Linked DNA regions of Mus musculus: all the other regions are linked to region 2. A link is a contact called in public Hi-C data. All regions are on one chromosome and are shown on one strand. The core of a region is the stretch at or near the end of the contact, and the rest is flanking DNA. Distances in the headings are between cores, read along the strand shown.

Region 1 (4,401 bases), core at 1,380-3,879, 50 kb after region 2:
TCATGGTGTTTCTTCATAGCAATGAAACCCTAATTAAGACAACCACACTCCAGGGAGTATATAGATAACATAAATTGGACTTATTTTTTCCTTTGTTGTTGTTTTGTTGGAGGGGTGGTTATAAGGGTGGTGGGGAGTGCAGACATGGAAGGACTGGGATATGAGTGTGATGGGATGTATGATGTGAGATTCGCAAAGAATCCATAAGAATCGTTGAAAAGAATAGAAAAATTTTATGACTATTTTAGTGAGAAATACCAAGATCACCTCAATGCTCTCAGAGAGGAGACAAGCTAGCCATCTTGAGATGACTACTAGATTAAGCAAATCAAGACTGTTATCAAGACAGTAGTATCTAAGTACCTCCATTTTTAACATTGTTTTAAATGAAAAGAAAGCTAAGTATGGGGGTACATGCTTGTGACCTAACACTTGGGAGGTTGAGGTAGGGGGATGGTGAGATGGAGGCCAGCCTGGACCACCTGTCTCAAACACACACACACACACACACACACACACACACACCTCCCAGATGACTCCATTTACCCAAGCCCTCTCTTCCAGTCCAGCTCCTCCAGCTTCTATTAGCATGCCATATGTATCAATTTTCTAGGGTGCCATAATGAAGTGCCAGAAACTTAATGGCTTTATTTTATCACAAGGCTTATACTGTCTGGTTTTGTGGGTCAACTTGACAGAAGCTAGATATAGAAGCTAGAAACAGAAGCTAGGCATTCAGAAAATGCCACCATAAGACCTATCTATAAGGCATTTTCTTAATTAACAATTGATGTGGGAGGGCCCAGCCCATTGATAGTAGGTCCATTCCTGGACTGGTGGTCCTGGGTTCTATAAGAAAGCAGGCTGAGCAAACCAATTAGCTCCATGGCCTCTGCATCAGCTACTTCCTCCAGGTTTCTGCCCTGTTTGAATTCCGGTCCTGACTTCCTTTTGTGATGATCAGTGATGTGAAAGTGTAAGCCTAATAAGCCCTTTCCTCCCAAACTTGCTTTTTGGTCATAGTGTTCATCATAGCAATAGAAACCCTAAGACAGGCTAGGAAGCTGGAAGTAAGAAGTCAAGGTAAATACAAGACTGTAGTCCTTTGGAAGTCTATCAGGAAGGATGCTTTCTTGCCACATCCTAGCTTCCAGTGGTTACAGGCAAGCTTTAATGTTCTTCGAGTTAATTGACATCACACACATCTTTGTCTGTATTTTGAGACAGGGTGTTTTTTTATATCCCTGTCTGTCCTGTAATTCATTATGTGGATCAGTCTGGTCTCAAATGCACAGACATTCATCGGGCTCTGCCTCTGAGTGCTGGGATTAAAGATGTGTGCCACCATGCCCCTTCCCCTCTTCTCATAGTGTCCAATCATATTAATTTGACTTCATCTTCATAGTTCTTTATTTTTTTTTTTAAATGATGCTCACGGTTTCTTAGGTGAGGGATTCTGCATGTCTTCCTAGAGAAAAAATTTGACCTGTTGCAGTTTCTAATAAGACTTGTATGTGAAGGGGTTAAGTAAAGAAACTGAAAAAAAAAAAAGGCCATTGCATTAGGGGAGAGAGAAATATACAGAGGCATTGGAAGAGTTCAGAACAGAGAGAAAAAGAAGCAAACTGGACATGGCCAGGGCAGGTGAAGCAGGATAACAGAGAATAGCATGTTGTAAGAAGGATGCATAGCTGCAGGGAGAGAAGCCGGGTGATCTGGAACAGACCTGGGAGTTTGAGGCAGATGTGAGGGAGTGAGAGGGCCAAGCATGCTAGCTAGCAAGGGGTATTTGAACTGTATTTTGAGCACTTGTGACTAGGGACTGTAGGTGCCTGGAGGCTAGCATGGGCTTTGATGTGCTGATAGACACCACAGATATATGTCAATGGAGAGCTACTGGTCCCTTCTGCCAGAGGCAAGGGAAGTTGTTTCTTTTGGGGGGACAGAAAACCTGTTGCCCACATTCCTGAGAACAATGGCTCTTATCTAACCACCAGAAATCCTTCTATAATCCAGTTTGAATTGAGCCCAAACTGCCATTTCAGAACATACAAACTGTCTGGGATCTAACACTTCTCACCTCTGATCCTTGAAGCCTCATCTCTCAACTTAGTCAGTTACTCTAATATGTTGCTGAATCTGATTTGTTTTTGAGATAGAGTCTTGCTATGTAACCCAATTCAGTTTAGCCTAATTTCCTCTTTTATTTCTCTCCCTTCCTGCAGCTCCAGATAAAGTAGTTCACTGTGGGTCTCCTGTCTCCTGGAGGGGGGAGAGGAGGGGAGTGTCATTGGCCACTAGCCCTCGAGGGGAGGGCAGAGCAAGCAGAAGCTGTGAGCAGATTTTTGACTATAGTGAGCATGCCGGAAGCTCTTCCAGAGACAGCTTCAGTGAGACAGCTCTAGGGGATAGGTTACTGTTCCAGGAGTAGGGTATGTAATGGATCTTAAGAATTCAGGTGGAAAGGTCTAATTGGTGATAACACAGTGACTAATTATCATATGGGTGGGAAGAGTTGATTGGTCATAACACAGCACCTAATCATCATACAGGCAGGAAGCTAGCTGAGTCATGCACTCGGTCATTCTTCAGATAAGATCAGACATCTGTGTTCAGACACACTACAAACAAGGTTAGGCAGAGAAAGAGAAGCCCCACCCCCTTGTTGGCATTCAGTCTAGGCTCCGTCCCACAGTGTGCCTGAGTCACTATAAAAGGGACTGCTTGCTCCCTCCTCTCACCCTCTTGCTCTTGTTCTCTTCTCCCCTTGCCCTCTTTCCCCTCTCTCCCCATTCCTCTCCCTGCTCTCCATGTGCTCATGGTTGGCCTCCACTCCTCTACTCCCTCCCTCTCTCTTTCTCTACCTTTGTCTCTGTTACCCCCTCAACTCCCCTCCCCATGCCCTGAATAAACTCTATTCTATACTCTACCATCATGTGACTGGTACCTCGCAGGGAAGGGATGCCTCAGCATGGGCCCACAGAGGTACTCTCTTCCTCCACGCTATACTGCGCCTCTACTAAACATACTCCTGGCATCTCTTTCTTTTTATAAAACACCACACCCACTGAAAAGGGGGGTCCGCCATTTTGCACCAAGCTTGAAGACATAGTGGACATAGTGGACTATTATATAAATAGTGGACTATTATTATAAATAGCAGGGTTCTCCAATAGTGCATAGTCATACATACAAACCAAACACTTATATACATAAAATAAATCATTTTTAAAAGAGGTTCAAGATTGTTCTTGGCTACCTAGTGAGTTTGAAGCTAGCCTTGAGGCTAGCCAGGACTACTTGGGATTAAGTCCCCCAAAAAACCCAACTTTTTAATTTTTTTGGTGAGACCTACTGTGAAATTGGCTCTGTCAAGATGAAGTTGTGTAATTCCTTCCCAGCCATCAGCTATCAGAAACTCATTGAAGTGTATGATGAATGTGAACTTTGTACTTTCTATGATAAATACACAGCCATAGAAGTAGCTGATGGTTCTCTGGGGAAGAGTGGAAGGGTTATGTGGTCCAGATCAGTGGTGGGAATGGCAAGGTTTTCCCATGAAGCAAGATGTCTTCACTTGTTGTACGGTGCACTTGCTCTTGAGTAAAAGGAAATCTTATACACCAAGGAAAACTGAAGCAAAGAAGTACAAGTCTGTTCCGATGTCAATCTGGATAGTCTTGACTTAATTAATGGAAAGAAGGAAAGGAACAGAGAGAGAGAGAGAGAGAGAGAGCAAGCCATTTCTGAACTGACAGGTACTAAGGTGCTTTGAATGTTGGAGCCCAAAAGAACTAGCAGAAGCCCAAAACTTCAGTCTCTCTAAAGAGGATAGCTGCGATCAGAAAGCCCTTAAACAAAGAAGGTGAGAGGCCTAGAACAGAACATCCAAGCAAGATTCCATGTGTTCTGCAAAAATAACACTGGCATATTGCTCTGAAGAAACAATACACTGAGAAAAATGAGGGGGCTGCAGAATAAGCTAAACTTTTGGCTGAGAGAATGAAGGAAGCCAAAGAAAAAACCAGGGACATATTGCCAAGAGACTTAGGCTGTTCTCCCTGAGAGCTTTTACTTCTAAGTCTGAGTCCAGTCAAAAATAAGTCTTTAAGAGTAACTAATAAAGGATCAGCTCTTGAAAAAAAAAAGTCATTACAAACTATGGTATGAGCCACCAAGGCATTAGATTTGGAGTTACATAGGGAAAAAAAGGCTACTTGAGAAAACCACGATGCTCTATATAGTGTATCAGGATGATTCTCTTCTAAGGGTGTGCCATTTAGGCCAATGGTGAGCGTGGGAATGGAAACAGAGTAAACAGGGAAGGGCCTGGTGTTGTGTAGAAAGCAGAAGGCAGGCCAACCTGAATGAGGCTTAATGAGAGGGAAAGTTGGGCTACTT
Region 2 (4,321 bases), core at 1,612-4,111:
AACTAATATACTCTTTTAAGATACTTATAAATCAAATAATAAGCACAAATCAATAAAGTTTCTTCAGTTATTCCCGTAGTAAAATGTTAATATAGTCCCTCTTAAAGTATATATTTCAAGGTTATCAGTATATGCTTGCAACTGTGACAAGTACCAAATGAATTCTCATGTATACATATCTATGGGAAACTTTACTGGTTAGGCACAGTAACAATAATTAACAGTAAGATAGGAAAATTGTAATATACCCTAGTAAAACATTTCTGTGACTAGAGTATACATCTTAGCAACTTTAGCATGATTTTTTTCTTTCCCTATAAAGTTAGGGATGTTCACTTTTCTCACATACAAGCAGCATATTATGGCTTCTTGTTGACATAGACGAATTAGTAACAGCACTACTTTTGTACTGTGGGCCATCATTAAATAAAATAAGGGTTCTTGACCACACTGTAAAATTATCAGTCAGTCTGATAAACAAATTACTACTAAAGTAGCAGATGGATGGGAGCATATCCTAGTCAGATTCACTGGAGAAAGGGGTGGTTTACATTCCAGGCAGGGTAGTGTGAGAAACACGATTTTATCATTGAACTTGGAATAGTATGCAATTTAAAAATTATGTGCTTCTTATTTATAGATTTTTTTTTCCATTTAATGATTTCAAACCAGCAATAAACTACAAAAAAAACAAAAGTGTAGACAGACAATGAGAGACTACTTTAGAAATTATCTGTTTAATCTGTAGCCCTATATTTAAAGGGCACTAAACTATTTTATTAAGAGCTGACATTTTTTCACAGTCTTTCTAAAAATTTGTAATTCCAAACTGACATAGTTGACTTAAGCTTGTTTCTAGTTATAAAATTAATTCTGACCTATATACAGCTTCCTAAACCAAGACATAAAACATAGCTCTAAAATACTTTTATGTTAAAATACAACTGGGTTTGGCTGGGTCACATGAAGGTATCTTTGTTTTACTTGTCAATATTTCAAATATCAGGAAGTCGCACTTAAAATTCTAGAGTTCCTATATTCTTTTAAGAAGGCTGACAACTGACTGCACATTCATACAATTAATCAGACGGACTGAATACGGCTCAGAGGAGAGAAGCTCTCTAGCGCACTGACATGCTCATTATCTGCCTAGTACCTGAAGGCATGTGAAACTTACTCATTCTTATCTCTCTGAGAGACAGAGTATCTCCAGTTCAGTTGTACACTCCATGAGACCATTTAAATGTAAATGGTCACAAAGCAGACCACAGTTCTTTGTGATTTCATTTAATGTTTAAAAAAATACACAAGTCTTTGTGAAGAACAGAACAAAATTCAGACTTGTGGGAGGATAATACAGGAGGTAAAAAGCCTACCTGGAAGTTTGAATAGTGTGAAAAAATGTCTAACAAGCAAAACATCTCGCAGAACTTTCTGAACTCCGTTGCTCTGGGTCCTAACCACCCTCATGTTCCTGAAGCTTCCTTCTTACCTTTTCTCAACCCATAAGAATAAGCGCTGAGTACTAACCTCTGTGTTAGAAAAAACGATTAAGCCTAAAATCTCCAAAATTAACTGTCCTCGAAAACTATATTAACTCATCTTTACCTCCCATTTAGTAATTTTCCAAGTACTTTCTACTGCTTTCTGCTTAATATTCAGCATCAGTCCTTGGTTCAATGCCCACGGTTGAGTTCTAGATGGACTCTCCAGCGCAGAAACTTGTTCAGTCTTTACATTCACATGTCTTATTTTATCTTTCCATCCAATTTCTACAGTCTATTTCATTCAAAATTCATCCCTAAACCCCTCTCTAAAAAGTTTGGATCAAATTGGGCTGGTGGGGCAAGAGAAGAGTGGGAGGCAGGCAAGAACAGAAAGAAACCCAACTGCCAATCAATACACTGTACTGCTTCATTCAGATTGTTAGCTGAAATAAAAAGCGTGCAGACTCTTACATGGCTATAAAATAATTTCCTATACTAAATGCACAAAGTGGAAAACTTTTTTATAGCCTGGTCGTGGACTCCAAATACCAATAAGAGGCTAAGACTCAAAATTTTAAAGAGATAAAAAAAAAAAAAAAAAAAAAAAGACATGGGAACCCGGGAAAGACCGAGGTTAGGCACAGCACACTAACCCACATTGACAAACTAAGTGAAATCTCAGGTCCCCTCCAGCCCATACCCCAAAATCAGGGGTGTCAGAGGGCTTGTGACTCACAGAGAATAAATCTGAACCTTTTCTGGGCAAGTTAGAGTGGGAAACCAAGCTTTACCCTCGTTGAAACGGTTACAGAATAAAAGCACACAGCAGCACATCACAGGTGTCTCATCCTCCATCCAAAGGGCAACTCCCCCACCACCTTATCCCCAAACTGGGAGCCTTACTCACCGCCCTATTGTGATGCGCCTTCTTCGGTTTGTCGCCGCGGTGACCCAAAGATGACAGGAAAGGGGCGGGGCACTGGGTTACTCTGCCCTGGAAAGGAGGTGTGAGAAAATAGCTTTTTTTCCCCTGGGAAAAGGCCTCCAGACTCCTAACCCAAAAAGCAGCTCCCTTCCCCGCCTCTCCGGACCCGGTGCTCAAGCGGGCAGCCCCGAGCACCGCGCCCCACGCTCCTGGAGCCGCCGCCAGCCTCCCGGAGCCCGGTTCACAGCAGCTAGCCTCGCCCTCGGCTTCCACTACAAACCCAGCCGCCCGCACCCGGCCCGCTCCAACCTGCTGGCCCCTGAGACGTCCACCGAGGGTCTTGGGGAAGAGCTCCAAGAGAGAGCGACGCTCCGCTCCCTCCGCCCACTGAACCGGACCCCTCCGGTGCTAGGTGTGAGGCGGCCGCTCCACCGGCTGCGCCTACCAGAGCCGCCCCGGCAGGTTGCAGGCCGGCTCCTTAGCTGCTTCTCGCGAGACTTCGCATTAGGAAGAGGTGAGGCGAAGCGAGTTCTCGCGCGAAGGACGGAGCTCCTCCCACAGTAGGCGTGTCACCGGGGCACTGAGAGCCTGAGTAGTGTCTCCGCGGTCTCGGTTGGCAGTGCTGTCCCGTAGCTTCCCCGCGAGCGCTTCTCTGCGCGGTGAGCCAAGAGCAGTCTCAGGCCACCTCCACACCTCTGAGCACACCCTCACTCCACGCTTCCTGTCACCGTTAGGCAAAAGCCGGACGGCGTCTCCGGGCCAGTAAAAGCAGTGCCTGGGAGTCTTCTTCTAGGAGAGCGTTTCTGTCAGCAGGGCGAACGCCCGGGTCGCCTTCCTCCGCGGGGTCCGCGAGCTGGTACGGGCAGCACGAGGCGTTGGCAGGCGGTGGTCCGGAGGTCGCCGCTTCCCCGCGGCCGCCGCTTGGTTTGCAACGCTCTGCTTGGTTTGAAACCCTCTGTTGTTGGCGGGAACCGGTGCACCAGCTGACACGCCTGCGGTGGCGCCACCTCTGGGACGCGGAGAATCAGCTGAATGGGTTGAGTTTCTGGCGGGCAAAAGCTCGCCAAAGTAGCACTCCGGTGTCACCGAACCCACCGTGTGCCTGATGGGAGGCTCTAAAAGAGATGGAAAAGTGAGGAAGTCACCTCCCCGGCGCTCAAAACTCTCCCCTCCCGGGACTCAGACCCACAGAGGAACGGATAATCCTCTTTATGCTTGCTACAGAACATACTCCCCTTAGTGAGTGAGCTGTAGGAGCTGATCTGAGACAATCCTGTTGAGAACCCCTCAGTGCAGTTGCTCGCTCCTCTGGTCTTGGGATTGCGAAGGGTGGCAGAAGCTGAAAGATTGAGTTCCAGGTGTTTCTGGGCTAACGTGAGATCTCATCTCAAAAAGCAGCCCTCCACTAGGGAGTGGCATTTGAGTCCAATTTTAAAGATCAGTAGAAGTTCCCCCATTTTGAGAAGAGAGGGAAGGGCATAAACAAAACCCAATACATGTTTCAGTATTTTGGTAAGAAAACTGTTTTGTGAAAAGAACTTTGTTTAAAATCTAGTTACTGTAAGAAAAAATTCCTTGGGTCCCATATGTGATACCACGTGTTTTTCAAACCAACATTTATGCTAAGTAAATTATCATTTGAAGTGGAAAACTGGTAGCAGGCATACTTTCCTCCTGAAAATGCTTAAATATCAGAGACCAAAGGAAGACAAAGATTATTGTTACATAGTGTACACGTTTTTTTATAGCCAACATTCTACATTCTTGGAAATTGCTGAAAATCTTAAAAACATTGTAAAAAGAGCAAGCTAATGAGGCTTGAATATGAATAATGTTCAAAGAAACCTCAAGGAAACCCTCAACAATAGCAAAGTCCTCCCCAATCTTGATACAGTTTTCTGTAATTTAT
Region 3 (4,616 bases), core at 1,025-3,524, 35 kb before region 2:
CTCCATCTTAGTTATAGACAAAAATACTGATATTACAATGAAGTGTGGAACCCTCATTTTAGGCATTTTGAACAAATCCTGAGACTGTGGTTCTCATTACTGCAAACTTTAACTACTCAAGACAACTACCTACTACACATTTTCTAAGTGACAATTACCTTTACTCCCCACCTTAAATATTTACAACAAACTGACAATTAAAATTTATGTCAAAGTGACAATTCAAATTGATTTCACAGTTAATCAAACAGTTTTCTTTTAAACAAAGTTGATAGGTATTCTTCTATATCTGCTGACTGGCTTTAGGAATTCATTTGGGAAATATATCAATGCTAAGATTCATCTGGTTAGATTCAATTTACCAGATCAATCTGTAGAGATCTTTCAGTGTTCTGACTTTAACAACAAATTTGATATTACTATTTGCTATCGGTACAGGTACTGCAAAAGATCATTCAAAATAAAACCAAATTTAATGTTGGCTCTACCCACATTCTATTGTATTAACTTAGACAAATTATTTAACTTCCAAAATTCAGTTCTTTTATGTATAAAATAGGAATGTTACATCACTTTCTACAGCAGAAATTTTACTGTAAAACTTAATAACCACACACAAAAAATGACTGTGAAAAGTGCTTTAAAATTAGTAATATAATGAACAGCAATGAAACAAACCTGCCCAACATTGTATTTGGCTGTGCAGTAAAAATGGACGGGTCCACAACAAATCTGGTGTTATCCACTATCAGAGTCACTCGCTCAGATGTCCTCACATTCCGAGCCCCTTCTTTCGCATTCTCATACACAAACACCATCTCCCCAGATGTTTTACAGCTACCATCTGAGCTTGACTGGCTGCTGTTCCTGCTACTGTTCCCAGCACTGCTCATGGAGCCATTTGGGGATGCTCTTTGAGGACGAGGACTGCTTGGACGAGAAGAACTATGGTCTTTTTCTCGTTCTGAAATAAAAATATTAAAGTCATACAAATTTTCTTTAAAAAGATTTGAGCCAGGAGGTGGTGTCACACACATTTAGTCCCAGCACTAAAGAGGCAAAGGCAGGCAGACCTCCATGAGTTCCAGGCTCACCTGGTCTACAGAGCAAGTTCCAGGACAACCAGGGCTACACAGAAAAACCCTATGTTGAAAAAAAAAAATTTGAGAACTGAATCTTCTAAAATGTCTGATAAAGAAAAGTTCATTTAAATTGCAGAATTTTTCTATTTCAAATACCCTTTTCAACAAATCCACGAATAAAACCCAAAACATAAAAATGTTTTTTAAAATATTCAAGCTAATTGATGTTGACCCAGCCAAATATCAAAGTTAAGGTAAATCTTTCATTATCATTCTACTGAAAAATATGCAAAAATCAAAATATTCTTTAAGTCAAATAGATGTGAAAAATCAGTGAAAGGTTAACTAGAATATCAAATTTGACAGAGCTATTTTGGTTTCTTTTTGTTTTTGTTGTTGAGACAGGGTATTGCTACATGGCCCAGGCTGGTCTCAAACTCATGACCTCCACTTCAAGGTACTAAGCTTCCACATGCCCCCACTCTTCAGCCTGAGAGCAACAATTTAAAATAGTTCTAATTACTAAAAAGGGTTACCATTATACAGAACCTGAAGTACAACTGTAGAAATATGTTGTATTAATAACATCACACTGAAATCAGTAATTTTTCTCATAAAAAGGAGATCTGGAAAGAAAAAACTCAGCAGGGACAATAAGAAGTAGACAAACAAACAAAACCATAAAACTTTAATGACTACCAAAGAATTAAGCAACACATGGTATACTGCTTCTTTTCTGTTTGTTTTAGGCGGGGGCCTCATGAAGACAGGTTGGCCTAAGATTCACTATGTAGCTATTGATAACCTCCTTAGTACTAAGATTCACTATGTAGCTATTGATAACCTCCTTAGTACTAAGATTCACTATGTAGCTATTGATAACCTCCTTAGTACTGGGTTTACAGGACTGCACCACTCTGCTAAGCTGACACATTTTTCTTCCAAACCTCACCTTTTTAAATTATTATCTATTATCTATTATTTTTATTGACAGAAAATATTGTTAAACTTTTCTTTAGATGTTCTAATACCCTATAAAAGGGAAATAAAGATTGCATGGTAAGTTTTATTTCAAGGCTAGATTGCTAAAATTTAAAGGTGACCTAAAAATGTACCTCTGTCTCATCAGTTTTTGCCAAATTTTATGACTCAGGTTACTTAGAACACTCTGTACAGCATGCTGATTGTATAATTAGGCTGGCTATAGCTCCAGAGCTGTTCTGACACCCTCCTCCTTTAATTCCTGTTTCCACAAGGCTGGCAGCATCCTGAAAGCAAAATTTACTGGAGTGATAAAATAACTGTATTCTGTTCTCATTTCTCAGAGACTCAATGAATCATGGAAGAGACTATTAACTCTTTTTGTTACTTCCATCCAATTTTTGCATATGATTGACCTTGTTAGATATTGTCAACCTCTCTGCCTAGTAAGACCTAACTTAAATGATTCTGAGTTGCCTCAAATTATCAGATACTATCAAATATAGTTAAGTCAATTTAGGAGTGGAGCCTGCTAGGGATTCAAAGAGTCTTGCAATGCTTAATTAGTACTCTACCAGCAAACTATATATATATATATCTGCAGTCTAAATATGTTCTCACATACACAGGTGGTAGAGTCTGAACCCAGGGCCACATACATGCTAAGCACAGATGATCACAGAAGAAGCTATAAATCAACCCTAAATCAAAGTTAGTTATTTATACCTTTCCTATGAGGAAGTTAAAAAAAAAAAACTCAACATTTCCATACTGCTTAGGCACATTTATGTACTTCATAGTGATACAGTGTGTTGTCCTGGGCTAACAGTGCTGCTCATGTATGAGGAAGGAAGGAAGGAGAAGACCCAAGATGCTAACAAAGTATAACATATGCCTCTTTTGTCTATTTTTATTATTAAATTTGAAAATCTGTCAAAAATCAGAACAAATAATCCCACAATGGTTATTCTTTTACACTGTTAGAATGATTAACCAGAGAAGTCTAGCTATAATTTGCCTTAATATTTTATAATAAGCCACTGTTATTAGATAAAAATTAACTTGAGAATTTTCTCTTAAAAAAATCTGTATTATCACAGCTTCAAAAGCTTTTCATGGTATTTCTTTTATAAGATTGCTCCTAAACTTAAAACATACCTCTATGCTTGATTTATAAGCTGTCTTTTTAAGTATTAAGATTAGCTAAAATACGAATGACTGAATTACAATAAAGAAGTGAAGTGTTATGCACAACTGAATATGATCACAATTGTAAAACGACTGCTGACTGCTGACAGGACTGGTGGGGTAAGACGACCTTACATACCAATATGATGCTGCCTTGTTGGTGAAGTCACATTTCGAATACAAGGAGTAAGCTGAGACTCTGCTCTCTCATGAGATGAATCTCGTGATCTGTCACTTGACCGGCGTCTATCTCTTGATCTCTCATGGCCCCCACTAGCACCATGCAGACTCATTTTGGTGTGGTCGACTCCTCCCTTAGCAACACGTGAGGCAGAGCTGATAGGTTAGAAAAGAAAATTAATCATAAAAGCAGGGAAAAAAAAGGATAGCAAAATATTTTAAGTGAAAACATGCTTTAATATACAACTGATATTTTAAAGCACAAAAATCAAATATTACTTTTTGATTATGAAATCTGATTTACCTTGAACCTTTATGTTTGACAGATTCTGGAGTATATGCTTATAAAAAAACATATTTAATGTTTTATAGATGAAAAAAATTAAAACCCCAAAAGGTTAACTATTTTTTGTCTTGTTTTATAGAGACAGACTCTCTCTTGCCACCCAGTACTGGTACTACAGGCATTCACAATCATATACAGCACAACCTGACTTCTAAGATACAAATAAGCTTAGTAACAGGAGTTATACAGGTATTTTAAATTTATTCATAATGGGATCTTAGATGAACAGAGCACCAAATTCCAAAACACTAAATAAAATAAAATAAAAATTGAGGTTTGAGTAAAATAACTGGTCTCCTTATCAAACAAGTCTCCAAGCAAACATTTAGAAAATTTTTATAAATGTATTATTATGACTATGTTATTACAACTTTTATTTTACTTTCTGATTATAAAAAATGAGAGAATTAAAAAAATTCAGGAAATGTTACATAGATTAAATTCTACTGTGAGAGGTAACTGAAAACACTGTCCTTTAGCTAAAATAGTCTAGTAACAGAATTCACTCCCAGTATTATTAAATATGCACTCTACAGGCAAAATGATATGTTAAATGACAATAGTGTTAAGATCTAATATTAATATTAACATATGTTCTTATCAGTTTAAATACCAATAAAAAGCTTTCTTGAGCTTATCAATGTAGCAATAATACATTATTAATACATATACTGAGAAGTATAAATAATTCACTTCTAGATGCAAAATATGTACATCACAAATATATAACTACTGATTGAGTGGTAAGACAACAAATGCTTTAGAATCTCAAAAGGTGAAGACAAAGCCAATGGATAAATCAACCCTAAATCAAAGTTAGTTATTTATACCTTTCCTAT

The links. A called contact is a pair of places that touch in the nucleus more often than the background predicts.
Region 1: a contact with region 2 is called in a Hi-C map of the MNK3 cell line, with 2.8 times the contacts expected there. The contact joins the enhancer-like site here to the promoter of Btbd10 in region 2. A contact is called at or near these places in 5 of 39 promoter capture datasets (the C10 cell line, the HPC-7 cell line, cranial neural crest and 2 more), 2 of 15 datasets of contacts at CTCF or cohesin (CD8 T cells and the NIH/3T3 cell line), 8 of 484 Hi-C or Micro-C datasets (the HPC-7 cell line, the MNK3 cell line, Th2 cells and 4 more), 5 of 115 datasets of contacts at active chromatin or transcription factors (the SCID.adh cell line, T-cell acute lymphoblastic leukemia, embryonic stem cells and 2 more) and 1 of 9 other capture datasets (adipose tissue).
Region 3: a contact with region 2 is called in a Hi-C map of the G1E-ER4 cell line, with 1.4 times the contacts expected there. The contact joins the enhancer-like site here to the promoter of Btbd10 in region 2. A contact is called at or near these places in 5 of 39 promoter capture datasets (the 3T3-L1 cell line, embryonic stem cells, macrophages and 2 more), 2 of 15 datasets of contacts at CTCF or cohesin (CD8 T cells and the NIH/3T3 cell line), 8 of 484 Hi-C or Micro-C datasets (the C2C12 cell line, the G1E-ER4 cell line, cortical neurons and 4 more), 2 of 115 datasets of contacts at active chromatin or transcription factors (the SCID.adh cell line and embryonic stem cells) and 2 of 9 other capture datasets (adipose tissue and pancreatic islet).

What each region holds. Positions count from the first base shown.
Region 1 is chr7:113,416,997-113,421,397 of GRCm38.p6, forward strand. No RefSeq gene overlaps it. Among named protein-coding and RNA genes, the nearest start is that of Pth, 31 kb to the left of the region's middle. Within about 2 kb of position 2,630, at least 75 of the 459 cell types and tissues checked have an H3K27ac peak or open chromatin away from gene starts, as enhancers often do. A contact at or near this core is called in CD8 T cells, the HPC-7 cell line, the MNK3 cell line and 8 more, where this site is marked.
Region 2 is chr7:113,366,478-113,370,798 of GRCm38.p6, forward strand. It overlaps Btbd10 (BTB (POZ) domain containing 10), which reads right to left and starts at 2,862. Exons shown (of 11, transcript NM_133700.2): 1 at 2,722-2,862; 2 at 2,395-2,481.
Region 3 is chr7:113,331,932-113,336,547 of GRCm38.p6, forward strand. Btbd10 (BTB (POZ) domain containing 10) reads right to left here. Exons shown (of 11, transcript NM_133700.2): 5 at 3,391-3,587; 6 at 679-964. Among named protein-coding and RNA genes, the nearest start is that of Btbd10, 35 kb to the right of the region's middle. Within about 2 kb of position 2,275, at least 8 of the 459 cell types and tissues checked have an H3K27ac peak or open chromatin away from gene starts, as enhancers often do. A contact at or near this core is called in the G1E-ER4 cell line and cortical neurons, where this site is marked.